Regions from separate parts of the Mus musculus genome. Here regions 1 and 2 are each linked to region 3. A link is a contact called in public Hi-C and HiChIP or PLAC-seq data. All regions are on one chromosome and are shown on one strand. The core of a region is the stretch at or near the end of the contact, and the rest is flanking DNA. Distances in the headings are between cores, read along the strand shown.

Region 1 (3,513 bases), core at 882-3,381, 490 kb before region 3:
CAGTTTCTTCAGTCCTTCCCCTAACTCTTCCATAGTGGCCTCTGACCTCAATTCACTGGTTGGCTCTAAGTATCTCATCTGAAATAGCCTTGAACACATTGGCACAGGGGAAACTTTTCTGAGCAGAACACCAATGGCTCAAGATCTAAGATCAACAATTGACTAATGGGGACCTCATGAAACTGAAAAGCTTCTGTAAGGCAAAGGACACTGACAATAGGACAAAATGACAGTCTGCAGATTGGAAAAAGATCTTCACTAACCCTACATCTGGTAGAGGTCTAATATCCAAAATATATAAAGAACTTAAGAAGTGAGACTGCAAGAAACCAAATGACCCAATTAAAAAATGGGGTACAGAGCTAAACAGAGAATTCCCAACAGAGGAATCTCAAAAGGTTGAGAAGCACTTAAAGAAATGTTCAACACCCTTATTTGTCAGAGAAATGCAAATCAAAATGACTCTGAGATTCCACCTTATACCAACCAAAATGGCTAAGATCAAAAACTCAAGTGACTGCACATGTTGGCAAGGATGTGGAGAAAGAGGAACACTCCTCCATTTCTGGTGGGATTGCAAACTGCTACAACCACTCTGGTAGTTAATCTGGAGGTTCCTCAGAAAATTGGAAATAGTTTACCTGAAGACCCAGCTATACAGCTCCTGCTAATATACCCAATATACCCAAAAGAAGCTCCACCATACCACAAGGACAGGTGCTCTCTACTTTCTTCCTATGGGTAGTTCTCAAATTTTTGGAGTTTTTCATCTTTTTCTCTAGGATGTTTCCCATTACTAAGGTATAAATGAGAAGGGTGATAGGGGTTAACTGTGTCTCTGCACTGGGTTAATGGTCCTTGCACTGTCTGAGGCAGTGATACTGTCCCTGAGAGATATTGACGGAATTTGTTTTGGTCACTAATAGGATCTTTATCAAGCTATGGACAGGAAAGCAGTAAAATAGTGTGTCTAAGTTTATTCAGAGTTTTGAGTAAGCCATTTCCCAGTGAACTGACAGAATGAAGCTCTGCAGATAAATGCCAAGCTCATTCGACTTCAATGACTTTGTACTGCCTTTCCCACACACTGCAGAAACAAGTTGCATTGCAAAAGTGCCAAAACCAAAGAATGTTGTAGGTTCCATGTGGAACCTCTCAGAGGCAGATCTGACATCTGATGTAGGGTAGGAATGACCTTATAAATAGTTGGGAAATAAAATGTTTATATTACATCAGTATTTTCATAAACCACACCTTCTCTGAGGCCAGTTTTATGCTCTCGAGACCCACACCACTTCCTGCCAGCTACTAAAGCAGCTTTGAAGTGATGACTGTTCTGACTCATGGTCTTGTAACATTCTCTTTAGACCCATATCAATCTATCTGTAATGTATCACTGCCCAAACACCCACAGCAACCTGGGAGGTAAAATAGAACTAATGTTCAAGAATGTAGTCCTACCCACTTCTCTTTTCTTCAGACCATGACTATGAAATGATCACTGTTGGGGGTACATTTTTGCTTTTAATAAGGGATACAGTAAAAATGTGTGATTTAACTGGTCTCAGTCTTTGGAGGGAAGCCGTAATCTGCAAGTATTTTATTTGGAAGCCACGCCAAAGTCACAGCAAGGAAACTATCCAACATGACTCACATGGCCCACTTAGAGGTGCGGAAATGGAAGAAGTTGTCATTCTACAGCATAGCATTCAGTGGAGAGCTAGATGGTATTCTATACAATGTCCCTTAGTTACTTTAAGGTAGAACATAGACTGCCTTGGAGCTGGGATGTTCTTTTGATCTGATCAAACAACACAGATTCATATAAGTCACCATGAAGCTCATTAGTAAATCATGATCAGTTACCGGTTCCCCTGCGTCACTTCCTTAGCTTATATGTAAGTAGCATAAAGTAGAAAGCAAATGTCTAGTATGCATGGTGTAGGGAGCAGATAGTTTATGTCAACCTCAGGCCCCCAAAATGCTGACATACAACCAGAATCTATTACATGAGCAGTGCTTAATTTCACAGAGTTTGCTAAAGTGCTAAAAATGGCTTAATCATTCCCAGAACATTTTCTTGCTTTTTAGAACAACATGGACATTCATTCCTTTAGCATCTATTTATAATATCTGACCAAGCTAAACTCTAATCTGTAATGTTTGAGTCATCTTTGGTAGCTACTGAAACACTGTGCTTCAGTTTCCAGTTTCTTCATTTGTAAAATGAGAAAGATAAGAATGGACACTTCATACCATTATGGTGATTAAAGTGTGCATGTGCTTGAAGCTGAGAGCAGCAGGCATGATGATCATATTGCTGTACTCTAAATTATAGAGGAAATTGGTAGCTTAACACAATGCTCATTTATTATGTTAGTGTTTCTGTTGGCCAGAAATCTGAGAATGGCCTAGATGTGTTTATAACTCCATAGCAGTATTCAAGGCATTCATGGACTATAATTGTCTCATATTTAAATAATGTAAAGTTTCTTCTTAAACACACAAAGTGGTTGGCAGAGTTCACTTCATTGACAGCTCTTGGCCAGTTGTCATCCTTGGTTCTTTATTGTGTCTGTCTGTCTTTGAATGACAACTTTTTTTTTTTTTTTTTTTTTGTGAGCAACTGAAGAAATCAGTTATGGTGATTCTCACCTGTGACCACAGGAGGCTGAGACAGGATAGTTAATTTGAGAATAGCCTGTTCTACATCATTAGAACCTGTTGAAGAAGAAAGAGGAACAGGCAAAGAAATAAAATAATAAACAGAGCTGGCCATCAACATAAGCCATAGTGTTTTATAATATTTTATGGGAATTATATTTCATGTTGCCATGTTTATTTTTTAGAAAACACGTGCTAGGTCCAGCCCATGTTCAAAAGGGAGTCATAGTAGAAGCTTCCTATCAGAAAGAAGAACTATATAAGTAAGTTTGAACACCCCATGCTTGCTGAAGGCATTTATTAAAAATAGATACAGAATAAAATAGTGATTAGCAACATTGATAAGCACTTCGATGAACTGAAAATTCCACGTTCGGTGACAATTACAATATTGATACACCATTGAGAATGTTTCAAATGAAAGCATCCCTGGATGCTGTAAGAGCAGAGACAGTGAAGGTAAGGTCCAGGACATCTCTCATACTGTATATGTTAAACCAAAGCAGCCAGAAGACAGAGTAGGGGCCGGATGATCAGTTCTAGCTTTTGTTTGCAGTCACACATTGCTACTATACAAGAACCAATGGAGTCATTCAGGGTCAGTTTTGGAAAACAATAATCATGGTTAGCAATCTCAGCAAGGTGGGATTTAGATTCGAGTTACAGACTGGAAAGGAGTAAGAATATGAAGAAAGTATCTATGGACAACAATACTATAAACTTGGTAGAAATGGGAAGAAGATAAGCAAAGAACTGCATCGTTAGACTGTTAATAGAGGTTGGGCCTATAGAGATAAGCTTCCAGATCGTAAATGAAACAGGTTTCTGAATGACAATCAGGGAAGGAAT
Region 2 (3,282 bases), core at 58-2,557, 440 kb before region 3:
TCATGAAGTAGGGAGGGAGAAAAAAAAGATTAAACATACAAAGAAGATCTGTAGAAATGTAATCTGGCATATCTTCAGCATCTACTAGATTTTTTCCTGGATGATAAACAGCTCAGCTAGCTTGAATTAAACTGACAGTTTAATTCAGAGAAGTAGACAATGCTTCAATTAAAGACAGGGAGACAGTTAGCCTGAATGTCCACTTTCCCACATTTTCTACTTGATCAGTTTCTTGTCATTGAAAGAAGTGTGGCTGGTATGTCCATTTAGTACATTTAGTACATTTCCATGCAAAGAGCTCTGGTGGACAAAGCTGGTCATGCTGCTGTCATGTGACTGGGTAGGTGGCTGTAAGGATTCGAACAAAGAGTGGATGTTTACAGCTGGGTTTGGAGAATGTCCAACAAACAGTCTTTGTGTTCACATAGCTTTGTTATGTTTCCTTTCTTGGTTCCTTCCGAACAAGCCATATAAAAATGAAAGGACAAAGAATTGTATATGTATGTGTGTGTACATGTGTGTGTTTGTACACATGTCTATGCTACGTATGTGCCTACATGTGTATGTGTGGATGACAGAGGTTGGCATCAAAATGTCAAGCTCAGTTGTTCTCTACCTTATTGTCTGAGGCAGGGTCTCTTCACAGACTGGCTAGTCTGGCTGGCCAGCGAATCTTGAGACTTTTCCAGCTTCCCCTCCCTAGGCTAGGGTGGCAAGTGTCTCAGCACACCAAGCTGTTTCACCTGGCTGATGGAGATCTGTACAAGGTTTTTACTACCACGCTGTCTTCAGGCCCAAGACAAATTTTAAGATAAAATGTCTGGTAGGGTTGCTATTGATAGATTAACTGTAAAGGATGTTTTTAAGTATGTGGGAAGTGTGACCCATTTCTGAGAATATGCAGAAATATTTATCTGGTGGAGCATGGAGGTTTTTTGAAAATTTCACATTAAGTCACTTGAAAACTTTTTATTGTATTTTTTTCCAGTAATTCTCTTTGTTCCCTTTCTCCTTCCCTACCCCCTGTTTCCTTTTTCCTAATTTTTCCTTCCTTACTCCTTCCCTTTCCCACCTTTTCCCTTTTCATTAACTAATTAATTTATTCATTTTAATACTCTAATCATAGACCACTGCCCTCTTCCTGGTCCTCTCTCACAGCCCCTCCCCTCACCCCACTTATCCCCTTCTTTTTTTTCTTTTCCTTCTCCCCTCCTGCTTTAGAAATGATTTAACAAGGTGATGCATCTTTTCTTTGTGGTAAACAGCTCAGAGTATGTGGACAGAATACTTGGAAGGAAAGACACTAATGACATGGCATATTTGGGGCTTGCTGAACTTGTAAGCATGTTTGGCTTTCAGTGTGTGCCCGATCATTTTGCAATAGTCAAATGGCATTTTTGGCTTGGTTACTTTTTCAGTCTGAGTGCTTGTGGGTTTTTTTTTCCCCTAAGCTTTTTGTTGTTTTGTTTGTTCCTGTAGCTATGGCCAGAGTTACTCACCACTCAGTAGAATAACCTCCCCCATATTTTAAAGGAACCACAGCACTCCAAACCAATTAAGGAACAGAAAACCCAGTGAAGCACAACTGCTCCCAGGCTTGGCTCTGTTTATCTCTCATGACCTTGCTCTAATTTGCTCTAAGGGAACATAGCATACCCAAGTTAGCCTGACTTTCCCTCTCCCTACAACATGAAAGTATCATGCAGTGTCCCTAGTTAGAAAAAAAAAGTCTCATTGTCCAGTAATATAAAGAAAAATTAGGCTGGGCAGTGGTGGCACATGCCTTTAATCCCGGCACTTGGGAGGCAGAGGCAGGAGGATTTCTGAGTTTGAGGCCAGCCTGGTCTACAGAATGAGTTCCAGGACAAAGAAACCCTGTCTCAAAAAACCAAAAATACCAAACCAAACCAAAATAAAACAAAATCAAAAAATCAAAAAGAAAAAAAAAGAAAAATTAGAAGGTTGAAAGTAATACAGAAATGCTTATTGCTTGATTTTGTCTCTCCTGGCACATGGTGGGGGGACATCCTTTGTGTTCATCACTATATTAAATGCTTTATCATATGGCCAGCTAACATAATAATGAAATAAACCATTACTCTTACTGATCCTTCTTAGCTTTAGTTTTATTCTTTTATGTTTATAACTATCTAAACAGTCCTATAACCTCTAAGAAAATAGAAGCAGTCATTAAAAGGCTGAAAAAAACAACAAAACAAAACAAAACAACAAAAAACCCAGGGCCAGATGATTTTAGGGTTTTAGTGTAGAAGTCTATCAGACCTTCAAAGAAGACCTAATACCAATACACCTCAAACTATTCCACAAAATAGAAACAGAAGGAACACTAACTAATTATTTTTATGAAGCCACTGTTATTCTGATATCTAAACCCAACAAAGAAAGAGAACTTCAGAACAATTTCAGTTATGAACATCAATGAAATAATACTCAAAAGATTTCTCACAAACTGAATCACAGAACACATCAAAATGATCACTTACCATGATCAAGGAGGCTTCATCCGAGGGATACAGGCTAGTTCAATATACAGAAATCCATCAATGTAATCCTATATATATATTTTTTTAAAGAAAAAATCACATGATCATCACAATATTTGCTGAAAAAGCATTTGGCAAAATACAATATCCCTTCATGTTGAGAGTATTGGAGAGATCAGGAATTTAAGGCCCATACTAAACATGATAAAAGCAATGTACAGCAAACCAATAGCCAATATCAAATTAAATGGAGAGAATCTTGAAACAATCCCACAAAAATCAGGGACAAGACAAGGCTCCAATCTATAGTACTTGAAGTTCTAGCTAGGACGATAAGACAACAAAAGGAGATCAAGGGAATACAAATTGGAAAAGAAGTCAAGGTATCACTATTTGCTGATATTATGATCGTATACATAAGACACCTCAAACATTTTGCCAGAGAATTTCTACAGTGGATAAACAACTACAGCAAGGTGGCTGGATATAAAATTAAGTCAAAACAAATCAGTAGTCTTCCTTTATAAAAAGGATAAATGCTCTGAGAAAGAAATAAGGGAAAAACACCCTTCAAATAATCACAAATAATATAAAATATCTTGATGTAAATCTAACCAAGGAAGTGGAAGATCTGTATGACAAGAACTTTAAGCCCCTGAAGAAAGAAATTGAAGAATATCTCAGAAGATGAAAAAAATTTCCCGTGCTCATGGATTGGTAGGATTAACATAATAAAAATGGCATAGTACCAAAAACAATCTATAGATTCAATGCAATC
Region 3 (3,262 bases), core at 703-3,202:
TTCTGAGGGATTTTTCTTGTTTAGATCATCTGAAATGGGAAGACCCACCCTTAGTGTAGATCTTTTGAGGTGAGAAAATCCACCATTAATTTGGGCCATGCCTTTCTAGCGGCAACCTATATATGAGACATGGAAGAAGTAAGCTTGCTGTCTTTGCTTGCTTGCTCTTGCTATCACTGGCAAGTCTATTCCTTCACTGGCAATAGAGCCTACTTTTTCAAGACTCTGGCTCATACTGAAGACCAGTTGTGCATCCAGCCTTGAGAATGGAACAACTACTGGGTTATTAGATCGTCCATTGGTAAACAGCCATTGTTTGAGCAGCTGGACCATAGCCTGTAAACCATGGTTATAAATCCCTGTGTGTGTGTGTGTGTGTGTGTGTGTGTGTGTGTGTGTGTGTGTGTGTAAATATGTGTATCTATAAATATGCATGATGCAATGTATATATAAAAGCAAGTACTCATATCCATAAAATAAAATACATGTGTGTGTGGAGAGAGACAGAAAGGGAGAGAGAGAGAACCCTGACTAATATTCATGTAAATTCAGTTAAATTAAGAAATATTTGTGTTGTGTTGTAAGAGAGGAAATGATTTAGCAAAGGATGATTTTGCATCCATGCAAGTTATTTTTTCTAGATCACCCACCAACTAATTTCAAGGTCTATTAGCTTATAAGGCAGATAAAACTATGTAGAAAACTTATAAGACATTGAAATAATCTAACACTAATAGTTTAAATTTGGTTCATGTATGACTTGTGCTAATGTTTACAGGTGCTGTGAGGAGAGCTCGCAGCTAAGAAGAGGTTCCTAATGGCTGGAGATTTGGCTTAGCTGTCAAACGCACTTGTTCTTCTAGAGGACACAGGCTGGATTCCTAACACCCACATGGGTAACTGACAGCATATCTAAGTGCAGTTCTAGGGGATCCAACACTCTGCTCTCTATCAGATATAGATTTGTGTGGGGGAACATCTAAAGCAGTGTGTCAGGTAGAGAATATAAAAATATTGGGATTGTTTTAACCTGAGCAGCTTTAAATTCCTCCCAGTTACCATGGGCAGTATACATCGCCATATTGGTCAGAATTGAGATGCAGAGAAAAATTTTGCTGTGACAGACTAGGCTGTTGGCTGTCACATGATGAAGTAAAAGTTTCACAGTGCTGAGAAAGGGAAGGGGATTAGTAAGAGAAAACTCAGAGCCTCTGACTCATGGGTTTTTCTACCACAGGAGGCCAAAGGATCTTGTTTCCATTCTTGTCCCATCTATTATCCCACCACCAGCAAAGGAACAGTAAGTAAGGTCTAATCTGCCCTTCCGTTCTACTGTAATTAATTCTTACACAGATGTGTATGGCAAAGGTGGCTGGGAATGGATGCTCAGGTGCCCAAATGCTTGCAAATTTACATCGCATAGTAGCTATTGACTCCATGGGCTCCTAGTTACATCCAGAAATAAATCATGTTGTATAGCAAATACAAAATGATTTTTAGTTTTCTTAAAAAAAAAAAAACTTGAAGCATCATTGCTAATTTCAGCTTCAATGTGTTCTAAAATTCTCAACATAAGTGTGAAAAAACAGTGGCACTACCAATATTTAAGTTAACAATTAAGGTATTTGATGCATGGCTGGAAAAGTTTGAAAAACAAAGAAAGGAAAAGAGTAAAGGATTGGAAGCCATGATAGAGGACAGAGAAGACCAGGGAGAGGATAGAAAAGATGGTCTTTCACAACACACTAATCTCTGATGTGTTAAAGTAGAAATTATATGAATACAGATTTTTAACTCCAGCTGATGGATTTTTTTTTATTTCTCACTATCTTATTAATACAGCATGGATGGAAGGGTTTTGACCTATTGAGACAACTACGCTCTATTCTGCCCTCACATCAACCAGAATCAGAACTGCCATGTCACAGTATACTCATTTTGGCTAAATCCTCTATGACTAATACAAGGCTCACTGCATTGGTATGAGTCTGGTTATTAAGCCATGGTCATGTTTGTATATTATAGGGAGAGAGAGACAATAATCTGTGCTTCAGTGGCTTATGTTTAAATGACAAAAATGTGTCATGGAAAATCTCCCCACCTCCTCAAAACTCACAGGGTAACTGAAGAGTCAAGGGATGAGAAAAGGAGTAGAGGAGAGTTAAAAGAAACCGGAATGGGGGCGAGGAACAGAGGGTAAGAGAGAAATGTATTAGTATATTGAAGGGTCCAAAAATAATATGAAAATCATAATTTAGGTTAAGGGGGTCATAAAGTTAAGATTCTTCAGCTAAACATATTAGTCAATGTTTAGATCATAATCATTTTTCCAAATGTCTTATGACCAAAAGCTGCAGGCAGAGAACTCTTCCATGCATCATTCAATACGATGCATTCAAACTCTCATTTACAGGATGGTGGGAGTTGGGGTAAAAACAAACAAACAAACAAACAAACAAACAAAAAAAGATTCCAGAAATAGGTCTGAATGCAATTTGCACAGTGCATGTGTTTGAACTTGAAAGGCGTCTGCTGTGAAGCTTTAGTTACACCCAGCACCTGGAGTCAGGCACACTGACCATAAGCAGCACGTGGTAGAGACCAGAGCTCTTTAGTGCTTTGTCATCAGGAGATATTCCAACAGCTTGTGCAAGCTTTGAGAAAGCAGCTACAGCTACAGCTACAGTGAACTTGCAGTTATCACATGCCCCTCTCCTTTCAATGATCAAAACAGATCCCCTACAATTATTGTCAGCACTTTGAAATATCTTAACTTCAATATTCAGGATATATGAAATTATTTTATTGCTATTCCTAGATCTGCTGAAAGCACACTCCTTTTAGGAAGTGCTATGTGTATGAATTTTTAATAAAGCTTTTTAAGGTCTTATAGACATTTGACTATGAGAAAAGACAATAATGTTTTCCAATTGTCTCTGCTTAATGAAAGAATCATAACTAACAGTTCCCCATAGTGAAATTTCAAGTTATCTAAAGGAACCTATTCATCTTCTGCCAGTAAGCTTGCAAGAAGCCACAATTTTATTCCACTCCCTTTTTATGTCTTAGGAAAATAGACCTCAACTATATGCTTAGGTGTAAATATTTAACTATAATTCAATGGTTTTCAAACATTAACCGAAAATCTAAGTCTTTCAGAAAGAAAGGTCCTGTAAAAATATAAATTAATATTATTGAAGCTGTTGTCTAAATCTATAGGTTTTTCTCTCAATGCTTGCTGATTTTTTCTATCAATACTTCT

What was found. HiChIP or PLAC-seq counts read pairs in DNA pulled down with a chosen protein or histone mark. A called contact is a pair of places that touch in the nucleus more often than the background predicts.
Region 1: a CTCF HiChIP or PLAC-seq map of the NIH/3T3 cell line shows a contact between it and region 3, with 14 read pairs. The contact joins two enhancer-like sites. A contact is called at or near these places in 1 of 15 datasets of contacts at CTCF or cohesin (the NIH/3T3 cell line) and 1 of 115 datasets of contacts at active chromatin or transcription factors (embryonic fibroblasts).
Region 2: a contact with region 3 is called in a Hi-C map of the MC38 cell line, with 9 times the contacts expected there. The contact joins two enhancer-like sites. A contact is called at or near these places in 3 of 484 Hi-C or Micro-C datasets (the MC38 cell line, adipose-derived mesenchymal stem cells and cortical neurons) and 2 of 115 datasets of contacts at active chromatin or transcription factors (bone marrow-derived dendritic cells and pancreatic cancer cells).

What each region holds. Positions count from the first base shown.
Region 1 is chr12:35,245,175-35,248,687 of GRCm38.p6, forward strand. No RefSeq gene overlaps it. Among named protein-coding and RNA genes, the nearest start is that of Mir680-3, 52 kb to the left of the region's middle. Within about 2 kb of position 2,132, at least 67 of the 459 cell types and tissues checked have an H3K27ac peak or open chromatin away from gene starts, as enhancers often do. A contact at or near this core is called in the NIH/3T3 cell line, where this site is marked.
Region 2 is chr12:35,293,439-35,296,720 of GRCm38.p6, forward strand. No RefSeq gene overlaps it. Among named protein-coding and RNA genes, the nearest start is that of Mir680-3, 100 kb to the left of the region's middle. Within about 2 kb of position 1,308, at least 87 of the 459 cell types and tissues checked have an H3K27ac peak or open chromatin away from gene starts, as enhancers often do. A contact at or near this core is called in the MC38 cell line and pancreatic cancer cells, where this site is marked.
Region 3 is chr12:35,732,604-35,735,865 of GRCm38.p6, forward strand. The region is part of intron 1 of Gm40388 (a long non-coding RNA gene); the gene reads right to left. Among named protein-coding and RNA genes, the nearest start is that of Gm40388, 12 kb to the right of the region's middle. Within about 2 kb of position 1,953, at least 45 of the 459 cell types and tissues checked have an H3K27ac peak or open chromatin away from gene starts, as enhancers often do. A contact at or near this core is called in the MC38 cell line, the NIH/3T3 cell line and pancreatic cancer cells, where this site is marked.